Linked DNA regions of Lactuca sativa: region 1 is linked to region 2. The links are chromatin contacts, called in public Hi-C maps. All regions are on one chromosome and are shown on one strand. The core of a region is the stretch at or near the end of the contact, and the rest is flanking DNA. Distances in the headings are between cores, read along the strand shown. Region 1 holds the start of LOC111911129 (glucosamine inositolphosphorylceramide transferase 1). Region 2 holds the start of LOC111911130.

Region 1 (5,438 bases), core at 1,654-4,153, 200 kb before region 2:
GCAACCGCGACCCATTCCCCGGTTCTCAACCGGTGAACATCCAAGTGGTGAGATCGGGCCCCATTCCATGCGTTTATACCTTTTGTTGACTTTTCAACCTTGAAATCGACTTCCGATTCTATGTAATGGTGAGTTGTAAGATGTTCGATCTTGAACACACGGATGTTTTCACTGTGACCTAATCGGTAAAGATTCCCGTTGTAGACGAAGGGTCGACCTCCGTTTCGTGGTCCTGTAAACGGGTTTTTCATGTGTGGGGTCCACGGCCCAAACGGGGTTTTACTATACCAGATTTCAAGGTCACCGAAGGTCAACCGGGTTTGGTAAGAACCGAAAATCCAATACATATTTTCGTGGTATATGATGACGGAATTGACCAAGGGGCGTTCTAAAATGATCTTTTCGAGTTTCCATTTGAAAGGAAACTCGATTGATTTGTAAAGACGAATGTCACGGGTTCCACTTCCCTGAGGCATCATGTATATCTACAAGGAAATGTAAAAGATGATGATATATGGATGATTGGAAATAAAGAAATTGGGGGTTTTAAAGTAAGGAATTTTACTTGATGATTGTAGTTGAATACATATGGATGTGAAAGATGCCAATCTTCATCCAAAACTACTCCTAGTTGTTCCCAATTTACTCCATTATCATTGCTTCTTGCAACCCCAATATCTCCTTGCATTGTTATCACATTCTTGTTTTCAAAGAACATGTAAAGAAAATCATCCTGAGTCATAATAAGTGTTGTTAGGATAAATGATGGCTTAAAAATATGGGAAACGGAAGGAAAAATCAAATAAGGGCAAGTTTATAAAAACGAAGGACTTTAAAAGACAAAAGTCTCATTTTTCTGTCTTTCGTTATTTAATCGTTCTTTAAAAGAAACATCTTAGTTTGAATAAATGAGGGCAAATTTGAAAGAAGTCAAGATTTAATAGGAAAAATCTACTTTTCGTTACGCTCATTCTACATTCACTAGCAATCAACCTTGATTGGAAAAGACTAATAAACCCTTATAAAAAGGGTACTTTTAAGCGATTATAACTCTCATTATTTCCTAAAAAAACCGAACAAACTATATATAGACAATAAGGGAGTAAACAACTAACTCAAATAAGATCCTAGACATGATAATTTGAGGTCACGATAGGAGCCCACTTCCTCTTTTCCTTTTCAAAAAGAGCAAATATTATACCAAGTAATATAACAAACCATTAAAGAAAGTGAATCTTTAACCAGCTCTGGATCCAAGATTCCTGATTAGGGTATACAACAGATCTTCTACATCTTGAAGTGATATTAAAAACAATTAAAGAAAGTGCATCTTTATGAACTTTAGCCATCAAATTTCATAAAAGTGACATATGCTTTAAGACAGATTGGTGGAAGCCTAATCCTTGGTTAAAAAACAGAATATATGATCAAAATTCATTTCATGTGATCATGAATTTGGAAAAGGAAAATACAATAAAGAAATTACCTTAGCATAAAGAAAAGGGTTAGCAACATAATTACTTGGGAACCCAGAATTAGTAACAGAAGCACAAGTCAAAATTGGGTTCGCTACAGGCCATGCTGCACTTTTGTTGTCCCAAATATTCATCTGCAAATCCATTCAAACAAAGATGAAAGACCCACTTCATATATCAAAACCCCACAAAAAAAGTCTAATCTTTATTTAATTTAATTAAAGCATTCAAATCGAGAATCTTAGAACAGTAATACCCACTTGAGATATCACAAAATCCAGCAAAAAAGACAGCTTCTTTAATTAATTTGACTTCCAAATCAGATATATCATAATATATCCAATCATATATCTATAACCCACAAAAAGCCTAATGTTTTTCAAATTAATCAAAGAAGTTAAATAAAAAAAGTCATTGAAGAGTAACACTCGCATCATAATAGCATATACCAAAAAAGTCAAGCAAAAAACACAATTTCTTTAATTATTTTGATTCCCCAATTAAAAAGTTCATAATAGTCCCACACCATAGTCCATTCATATATAAGATCTTAGAAAAAGGTTCTGAGCTTTTAAAATAATGTAATGATTTCAGATAATAAACCATAACAAAGTTTGATTCCGAAAAAAATAAACAAAATCATCAATTTTTGGGAGCAATGTAAATCCCTAAATAAGGAAGATGCATAAGAAGGTAGACGATTGAGCTGAGAACTTACATCTTCGATGGGTTTAAGAGAAAAAGGGGAATCGCCATAGAAAGCTCCGATTGCCCATGAACCATCGTTATCTTCTTGACAACCGAGTGAATTGTTATAATTCAAATTAGGGTTGTTGAACAAATAAAAGATGTAGAAAACCCCAACCGAACTACACAACAGAAACGAAACAAACAGGTAGTGCACAGTCGGTGAATGACCACCGCCATTGTCGTGCACACGCCACCGGGACCCGTGGGTTTTATCTGACGTTCCGCCGGTAATGCCCACAAACGGACTCGAACCCATGTCGCCGGGAACAGTAAACTGCAACGGCGGTGATTTAAATCGATCAACAATCCGTCGATAAACAGATCATCTCATACACAAATCTCCAGATTATTGAATATCAAAAGGGTTTTCAAATTACACAAAGCATTCGCTCCAAATATCGATATGCGATGGAGATTATATCAAGAATTCTGAGTGGGTGGTGCTTGTTTCTCTATCTAAAATTCCCAAAATGGTGGTGAAAGAAAAGGTGGCAGACACCTATGCGGTGGTGTGTGTTGGGATAGCGTGACGTGCGTGTTTATATATATAAAGATTAAAGATAAACCGGATGATGTGTATGTGTAATTTGGGAATTGTTTATAGCTATAAATTTCATGTAGATCACCAATAAAGGTAGATATGTGTTTAATGTCGACAATCCGAAACAAGAATGATGCCTAATGATATTATCATATTAAAGACTCGAGATGTGTTGTAATTTTCAATTTGCCGCTTACACTACAAAAAGTTTTCTTGACGTGTGAGTTGTAAGTTATAACTCACGTTTTCCGTCTTTTCAATTCTTTTATTGCATTTAATAAGAAGGTAAAGGATAAAAGGAAGTAAGTTGTTTAAATCTTGTATAACGATTTCGATTCTTGTATGTGATAATTGAAAGCTGTTAGTTCTATCTTTTGTCCATAAAAGTTAGAGGCTCTTTTATATTTTGTCCATAAAAAATTGATGGCTTTTTAATAGTTATTGACTAAGTAAGATCTATCCGTATCTATTTCTGATAGAAGCTGAAACCATGTTGTTTGATTATACATATGAACGATTGTCCTGAATGATGAAAATAACCAATTTACCATTATGTTTTGTGCTGCATAAAATCTATTAGTTTGAGAAAAAAAGTTATCAAAAATCTTTTGAATTTATTTAAAGTATAATGTTATATAAGAATAATTATAAGTATATTGCTATAACAAACAAATCAAAGAAAGTACTAGTTATTTCCAGTAACTTTTTAGGGAATCTACAAGTTCTAGTATGTCTAAACATCTAGAAGCTACAAATATTGTTATAACAACATATTTGAACATCAAAGGGTCGTTTGATAGTTGCTTATTGAGTTAGAGCTGACTGGGTTAGAAGCTGACTGAGATAGAAGATTAAAGACCTACTAACCCACAACAATATGAACATTTCCCTTTATTTTTCTTTCATCTATCTTGATACAGATCGACTGCTGCAACTTTATCTTTTCTAGAGCCAAATTGACGAAAATACCCGTTGCTAGCCTTTTCTTTTATGGAGCCTCACTTCAAAATCACATAACCTTTTTTGAGAGTTTATATATTTCTTGGCACTTGCAAGACATCACATGAAGATGTAAGAAACCTTCAGCCACACAAGTCATCCGCAAAGTATTTCATACAATCTTTCTTCCTTGTATCTTTTCTCTGCATTAATGTAGATAAGGTCTACCCCATGCTTTTCTGAAAATAAAGCCTTGTCCCAATGTCGTGCATTATGTTGGATCTCTATCATTTTAGACAACTCATATTTTCTTTTTAGTTGCGATTTCAGGAGAACCAATGAGAATGATGACAGAATAACGTACAGGAATACCCACTATATCTTGCTGAGTGCAACTTGCAAGAAACATTAAGAACTTTGGAAATTCCCTGAGTAATCTTAAGAATAGTTGAGAATAAGCTTTGATCCTTAAATTAAGAATACATTAAACCATTGAAATCACGGCTTGTGTTAGTGAGAAAGTCAGTGTAGCTTCTTGAGCTTATGAGATTGATGTGGGTAGAAGAATAGAAAGCAATAAGGAAAAAATAAGGACAAAAAAAGAAAATCGATACCTGTTGATGATGTTGTTGATCACGGTTGTTCCTCTGTTACTTTTGATCACGACTGGAACTCTCGTTGCTTCGTCGAGGGGAGGTTATCGGAGGGAGAGGATGAAATTAGAACCTCAGTCACAACTTTTGTAGGGCAACGTTGGTTTTTGTTTTTTTTTTCTCGGTCCATCAAATAGAAAGCAAGGACCGAGTTTGCTGTTTTTATTGGACCGAGTCCTTACATCCATAATCCCTATCAAACATGTCAACTGATATTTTATGGACCCAATCCCTCTTTGGACCCAGTTAGACACCATATCAAACAACCCCTAAATCTCACATGGATATGCAACAAGAACGACCATTTATTACATGTGTTCGACTACAACAACATAAGCATATCCATAAACCAACCAATCCAAATTCAATAACAGGGATACATCATATGGGTAAAATATCTGCTAAAAAGATTTTGTATGATTCACTATAACCCAACATTATTTGTATATAGAGCAGCAATAGTTTTAAAGACCAATGTAGTAAGAATTGACAAACATGAAAATCACTTAAAAGTTTTTATAATTTACATAAAATGCTTCCAATCATCAACATGATTTAAATCAACTATAAAACATCAAAATTAGAGTATTTTGTGGTTATAAATATCATCAGAGCATGCTTCTACCACACACAAACTCTCCATGTACCCATTTCAAAGATATAGACACCCTGCATAAGAAAATAACAAATATTCATGGCAAAGCCTTACCATTACCATAATTAAAATCCAAAAATATGACTAAATTCACATGGTTTCAGAATGTGAACCATTACCTGCTGCAAGATTGTGGTTTCATCCTAATTAAACAAAAAACTATAATGGAATCTGTAATACCCGTAGATTCGGGTCAGTCAATTAAAACATAATAAGTGCTAGAAAAGACTTTTTGATAGAAGATTATTTATGATAAATAATATTAATAAAACTTATAGTATATGTGACAAAGATTCCATACATAAAAAGAAAGCTGAAATCCGACTTCGTATAAAGAAGTTATGCTTTATTGAAGTTTGACGATTAAACCAACACGACTCTGCGTATCGTAAAAAAAATGATTTTTTGATAAATTACTTTTTAGC
Region 2 (5,406 bases), core at 1,777-4,276:
GTATAAATGCATTGGATGAATCCAAAAAAGTTTTTTCCTTTAACACATTTGTTAGCCATAACACATAATGTTAGATTGAGACAATGACAACCGCAAGGAGTATAAAATGCTCTGGGATTTATATCTAAAAATCTCTTTTGCACTCCTTGGTGTTTTCCTTTCATGTTTTCTCCATTATCATAGCCTTGACCACACATATCATCAATTTCAAGACCAAAAGACTTTAACTCCTCAAGTGTAATATCAAATAGTCCTTTTCCAGTGGTATCATCAACATTCAAAAAACCTAAAAAGGACTCCTCTACAATAACAAAATTATATGATAACTTTAAATACCTCACTATTATAGTCATCTGTTCTTGGTGACTTGAATCGGGAGTACAATGAAGTATGATTGAGTAGTACTTTGCTTCCTTTATCCTCTTGATAAGTTCTTTTTTAATTTATTGAGCTATCAAAAATATTAGTTCATTTTGGATCGTATGGCCAAGATAATGTACATGAAGACCGTCACTTGTGATCTGCCGTACATACTCTTTGATAACCGGGTCAAACTCTTCCAACATTTCAATGACACCCAAAAAATTCCCATTACCTATTAAATATAATTAATAAATAAGAAGTGGAATCAGGCATCATAATTAACAAAAAGGGATTTGGTGGAATTGGAACAAAAAGAACAAATTATAGTTACCTTTTTAATACAATTTTTCATTGGATCCACGAAATGCTAAATTATGTTTAGCAAGAAACTTCACTACTTCGATGATTCTCAAAAGGACTTCTTTCCAGTAATCTCTTTCTTTCTTGAATTGCTCGTATTGAACTTTATCAATTGTTTCGTTCAAATTCAATCTTTTACGCATATCAAACCACTTACTCCTATTTGTAAAATGATCCAAGGAAAATTCATGTTCTTTAACCCTAGTGGTAACATGGTGCCAATCTGCATAACCTTCACCATCCAATTTACCTTTCGAAATCCCTTTTCTAAACACTTTACAACAGAAACAAAATACTCTGTCTTGCTCTTTCGAATATACTAGCCATTCTCTATCACACTTCTCCAAATTTGGTAAAGTTATAGTATATAAAGCTGCAGAAAATCGTCTACCAAATTTATCGTAGGGACCATACATAATACTAGTATCTATTTTAGGACCTTTCTCGACCAAAAGTTTAATCTCATCATAATTAAGTTTTTCCCACCTTTTTGGATCACATATATCAACAAGCTCTTTAACGTGCTCTTGCTTTTCTACCTCTTCTACTTCCACTACTACATGCTCCTGCTCTTCAACGTGCTCTTCAACAGGTTGTCTATAGATAAATTTATCTAGGGTACCAAAGTTAGCCTTTCTCTTTTCTTCATCTAGTTTTCTTATTTTTATGTTTTTGACTACCAGATGGTTGTTTAGACTTCATCACTAAAAATTCAACACTCAACAATCAACATTCATTCAAATTTCATATACCATTCAACTATAAATCTCATAAAGTGATTGTGATAATCTATTCATTCAAGTGTAAAGACAAAGTATTCAAATTGAACATTAAATTTTTGTTAACATAAATTATAAATACAATCAATTTATGATAACATTTAATTTCTTATAAAATAAATTAGACAATAGTCATTATATGAATTCTCAATACTAGAACCAAAAACAAACTAGATACTCATTACTCAATTCTGAATTCTAGAACAAAAAACAAACTAGAAACATGAATGTTGAATGAATTTGACTGAATTCTATTATTCTAAAACCTGATAAGTGATAACATATATAATATATTCTTGATTTCCTGTTTTATTGTAAAAAGACATATATATATATATATATATATATATATATATATATATATATATATATATCATATAAACTAAAAGTATAAAACTAGAATTTAATTTTGCGGCAAATAGCAAATTACAACCAACAATAAACAAAACAATTCTGATAACCAATTCTCAATTATGCAGACTAAAAATTCAATTCGGGTTTAAGACTTTGAGTGTTTGATTGTAAAATTAAACCCTACTTGATTAGCAATTAGTGATCGATGGTCGCTGACTCACTGCCTCACTGGAATGTTGGATAAAGCGTCGAAGCTTAATAATCAATCACAATCGTTTCTGCCTTCTGTTTTGGCGTTCGTTTTCCACTTTTTTGGTTTTGGCGTTCTTGCTTTCTTGGCTTCTTGCGTAATGCGTACGGCCCAATTCCCTGGTGGCCAGATCGAATTACAAAAGTGGACTGAACAAATGGATTAATGGACTAATACTCTCACTACTCTATAAAAAAAATGGGCCCCATAAAAGAATGGGACATGTGCCTTTGTCTTGGTTACCCATGACCTTCATCGGACCTGCAATTAATAATGCAAAGTCAATCATATCTTCATGTACATTAAGAATCCTAATGTTTCATTTTTAATTATTATTGATTTCGTTTCCGCTAACATGACTCTTATTGATAATTATTTAGATGTAGTAAAATATTTACATAAAAGACTAATAGCCTCTCGAAACTATTTTTTGAAAAAACAATTCACACCCGACATTTGACCAAGGTAAAAGGCTAGTATATATATTAAATAAAGAATTAATAAAAATTCTTAAAATCAGATTGAACCGAAACCGATTGGTTTAAGGACATAATAGATTTTTAAAAAATACCAACTTTTTGGACACTAACTTTGGGGAATTTACCGAATTAAAGAGTATCGTCGTTATAATAAGAAAAAAAAAGTTTTATATTAAATTTTGAATGATAAAAAAATTAAGAATTTAATCGTGAAAGATATAAAAATAATACAAATATTTATAAAAAATATATTGGAGAATAAAATATCTTTGGAACATTTTGCATTCATTTTAGCCCCCCGCAAAATCAAAATATGCTCATTTTCCCCCCCTCTCGAAAACGCGTTTAAACTGAAAAAAGCAACATCACAAATCAGATCTCATCTCAATCACCGTCACTCTCGAAAACAACAATACTCACATACATACATATACATATAACATTTATACATATACAGACACTATATCTAATAACCATAACTGCCCAAACAGAAGGGACTTTTTGTGTTTGTGTCTTTTTTTTTTCTTTTTCTTTTTCTGTGTGTGTGAAAAATCAAATCCTTCATCATCTTCATCAGATTCACCGTTGTTTGGTTTCAATGGAGAATCAATGTTAAAACTGAGTTTGCTCGGTTAGATTGCTGAAACATGGGCCAGAACTCGCCCAGTACAAACGACGGTGACAACTCAAATGACGGCACCGGATTAAACCCGATCCGGGGTCGATTCCCATCCAAGAGAAACCCTAAACCTGCGCCTATACCTTTATCGAAATCATCTGCTGCAGTCATCAGCTTACCGGATCGGCCGCGCCGATCTCACGTCGGAGGCCGACCCTTTGTTCCTCGGAAGCTGTGCTCAGTCAGGGGAACGTCGTTGTTCTACTTGTGTATATTGATTGCTGTTTTTGCGTTTGCACTGGCATCGATGGTGCTACAGAGCTCGATAGCTTCAATGGTTTTCCGGCAGGGCGGCGGTGAGAGGATTGGGAGGACTGTGCGCGAGGGTTTGAAGTTCGGAAGTTCGTTGAAGTTCATTTCATCGAGGATCGATAGGAGTTTCGAGATTGAACGTGCAAGGCACAAGCCTCGGGTTGGAGTTCGACCTCCTAGGCTTGCAGTTGTGAGTGTTTTAAGTTTTGTTTAGTTTAATGTACTGAGTATTGATGCTTTTACAAACGAAAACGACGACCACTTATTGAAATTTTTATTCTTCTTCGGTTTTCATACCTGATGTTCGGGAAGTAGAGAGAAAGGACATGTAGGATAGTTAGGGAAAGCAACAGGTATTATGGGCCTATCGGGTTTGGTGTCTGGGTAGGTGAGGGAAATGCAATTGAGAACTATAAATAATGGAGATGGTGATTGCGTGAATTATTTGGTGCTTTTTTGTTAAACAAACGTCTTCACTGCTTCACCTTTTAAAATCTACATTGGTGGTCCTTAGCAGCAAAAGTAACCAGACCTTCATATTTCTTAGTTTTTAAATAATATTTCTTTAGGATTTAACAAATAGAATGATAAAAGAACTAAAAAAAGCTTGAAAGAAAGACAATAGTGGAAATTAGAGACCCCAAAACAAGCTTGGTTTATGTATTCTGGCTCACTACTTTCACTACCCATATTTTGTGCTCCAATGGTTATGTGTCTATACATGCATGAACACTCATGATCTCATATTTACAACAGTGCCTTGTTTTGATCATTGTAAGATCTTAGGAAACATGGAGGATGACCCATTGTCATTGATGCTGCTTACTGTGATGAAGAATATACGAGGACTGGGTTATATGCTTCAGGTGATTATTTCTGGAACTTCATTACCTCTTACTATATCTATCTGTCTGTTTGCTGGTTTATGTTTTTCTATATGTCAATATGTGTGATTTTGTTATTTTGACTGGCCATGAAAACAACATCAAGCTATCGTTTTTCATCTGGAAGATCCATAATTCCATATGTAGAATTAAGTGTTCTTTAAGTAACCTAATGTTAGACTTTATAAGATCATTGAAGTGATTTTCTTGATAGGGATATGCACAACTGCATAATTTTAAATTTCTTGTTGGATGCATGTGCATATGTCCCTGTTAAGAAGCAAGGAAAATCCATCTGTGGAACTAGATTTCTTAATCACTTTTCATCTTCATAATGCTTCTTCCATGCAGATATATGCAACAGAAGATGGCAAAACAAGATCACTCTGGGAGAAGATTGTTGGCCAAGTCTCCATTCTAAGTCCTGAAAATTATGGTCATATTGATTGGTCAATGTATGTTTTCTCTCTCTCTCTCTCTCTCTCTCTCTCTCTCTCTCTCTCAATGCATTTTTCAACAATATGATTTGTCACTGATGATTTTAGAAAGTGTATATACTTTGTCACATTTACTGATGATTTCAGTAGATACAGCTACATAAACTTTGTTCTATCTATTCAATTGCTGCAGATTTGATGGCATCATTGTAAATTCTCTAGAAGCACATAATGCTATTTCAAGGTATGTGGTAGTTAATTTGAATTATCAAAATCTTTTGTTATAAACTATTGAACTTGTACTTTCTCCATGATTTGTAAGTTTTTTATATGTATGCAGCCTTATGCAGGAGCCCTTTTGCTCTGTACAACTCATTTGGATAATTCAAGAAGATACCCTTTCAAATCGCCTTCCTCTATATCAAGAATTGCCACATGAACATCTAATTACATATTGGAAGAATGTTTTCAGAAGAGCTGATGTGATTGTGTTTCCAGATTATTCTTTCCCGGTAATTTATCACCCCATTATGAGTTGCTATATTTTCAGGAACATCTTATTACATTGT

What was found. Hi-C and Micro-C count contacts between places; a contact is called where the count stands out from the background.
Region 1: a Hi-C map of leaf shows a contact between it and region 2, with 5 times the contacts expected there. The contact joins the promoter of LOC111911129 here to the promoter of LOC111911130 in region 2. A contact is called at or near these places in 2 of 4 Hi-C or Micro-C datasets (both in leaf).

What each region holds. Positions count from the first base shown.
Region 1 is chr8:29,780,811-29,786,248 of Lsat_Salinas_v11, reverse strand. LOC111911129 (glucosamine inositolphosphorylceramide transferase 1) reads right to left here and starts at 2,903. Exons shown (of 4, transcript XM_023906913.3): 1 at 2,194-2,903; 2 at 1,487-1,609; 3 at 566-733; 4 at 1-485. The coding sequence starts at 2,481.
Region 2 is chr8:29,576,688-29,582,093 of Lsat_Salinas_v11, reverse strand. It overlaps LOC111911130, which reads left to right and starts at 3,026. Exons shown (of 14, transcript XM_023906914.3): 1 at 3,026-3,706; 2 at 4,296-4,382; 3 at 4,752-4,855; 4 at 5,031-5,081; 5 at 5,178-5,349. The coding sequence starts at 3,233. LOC111911155 reads right to left here and starts at 1,495. Exons shown (of 2, transcript XM_023906946.2): 1 at 1,476-1,495; 2 at 699-1,419. The coding sequence starts at 1,495. The coding sequence ends at 699.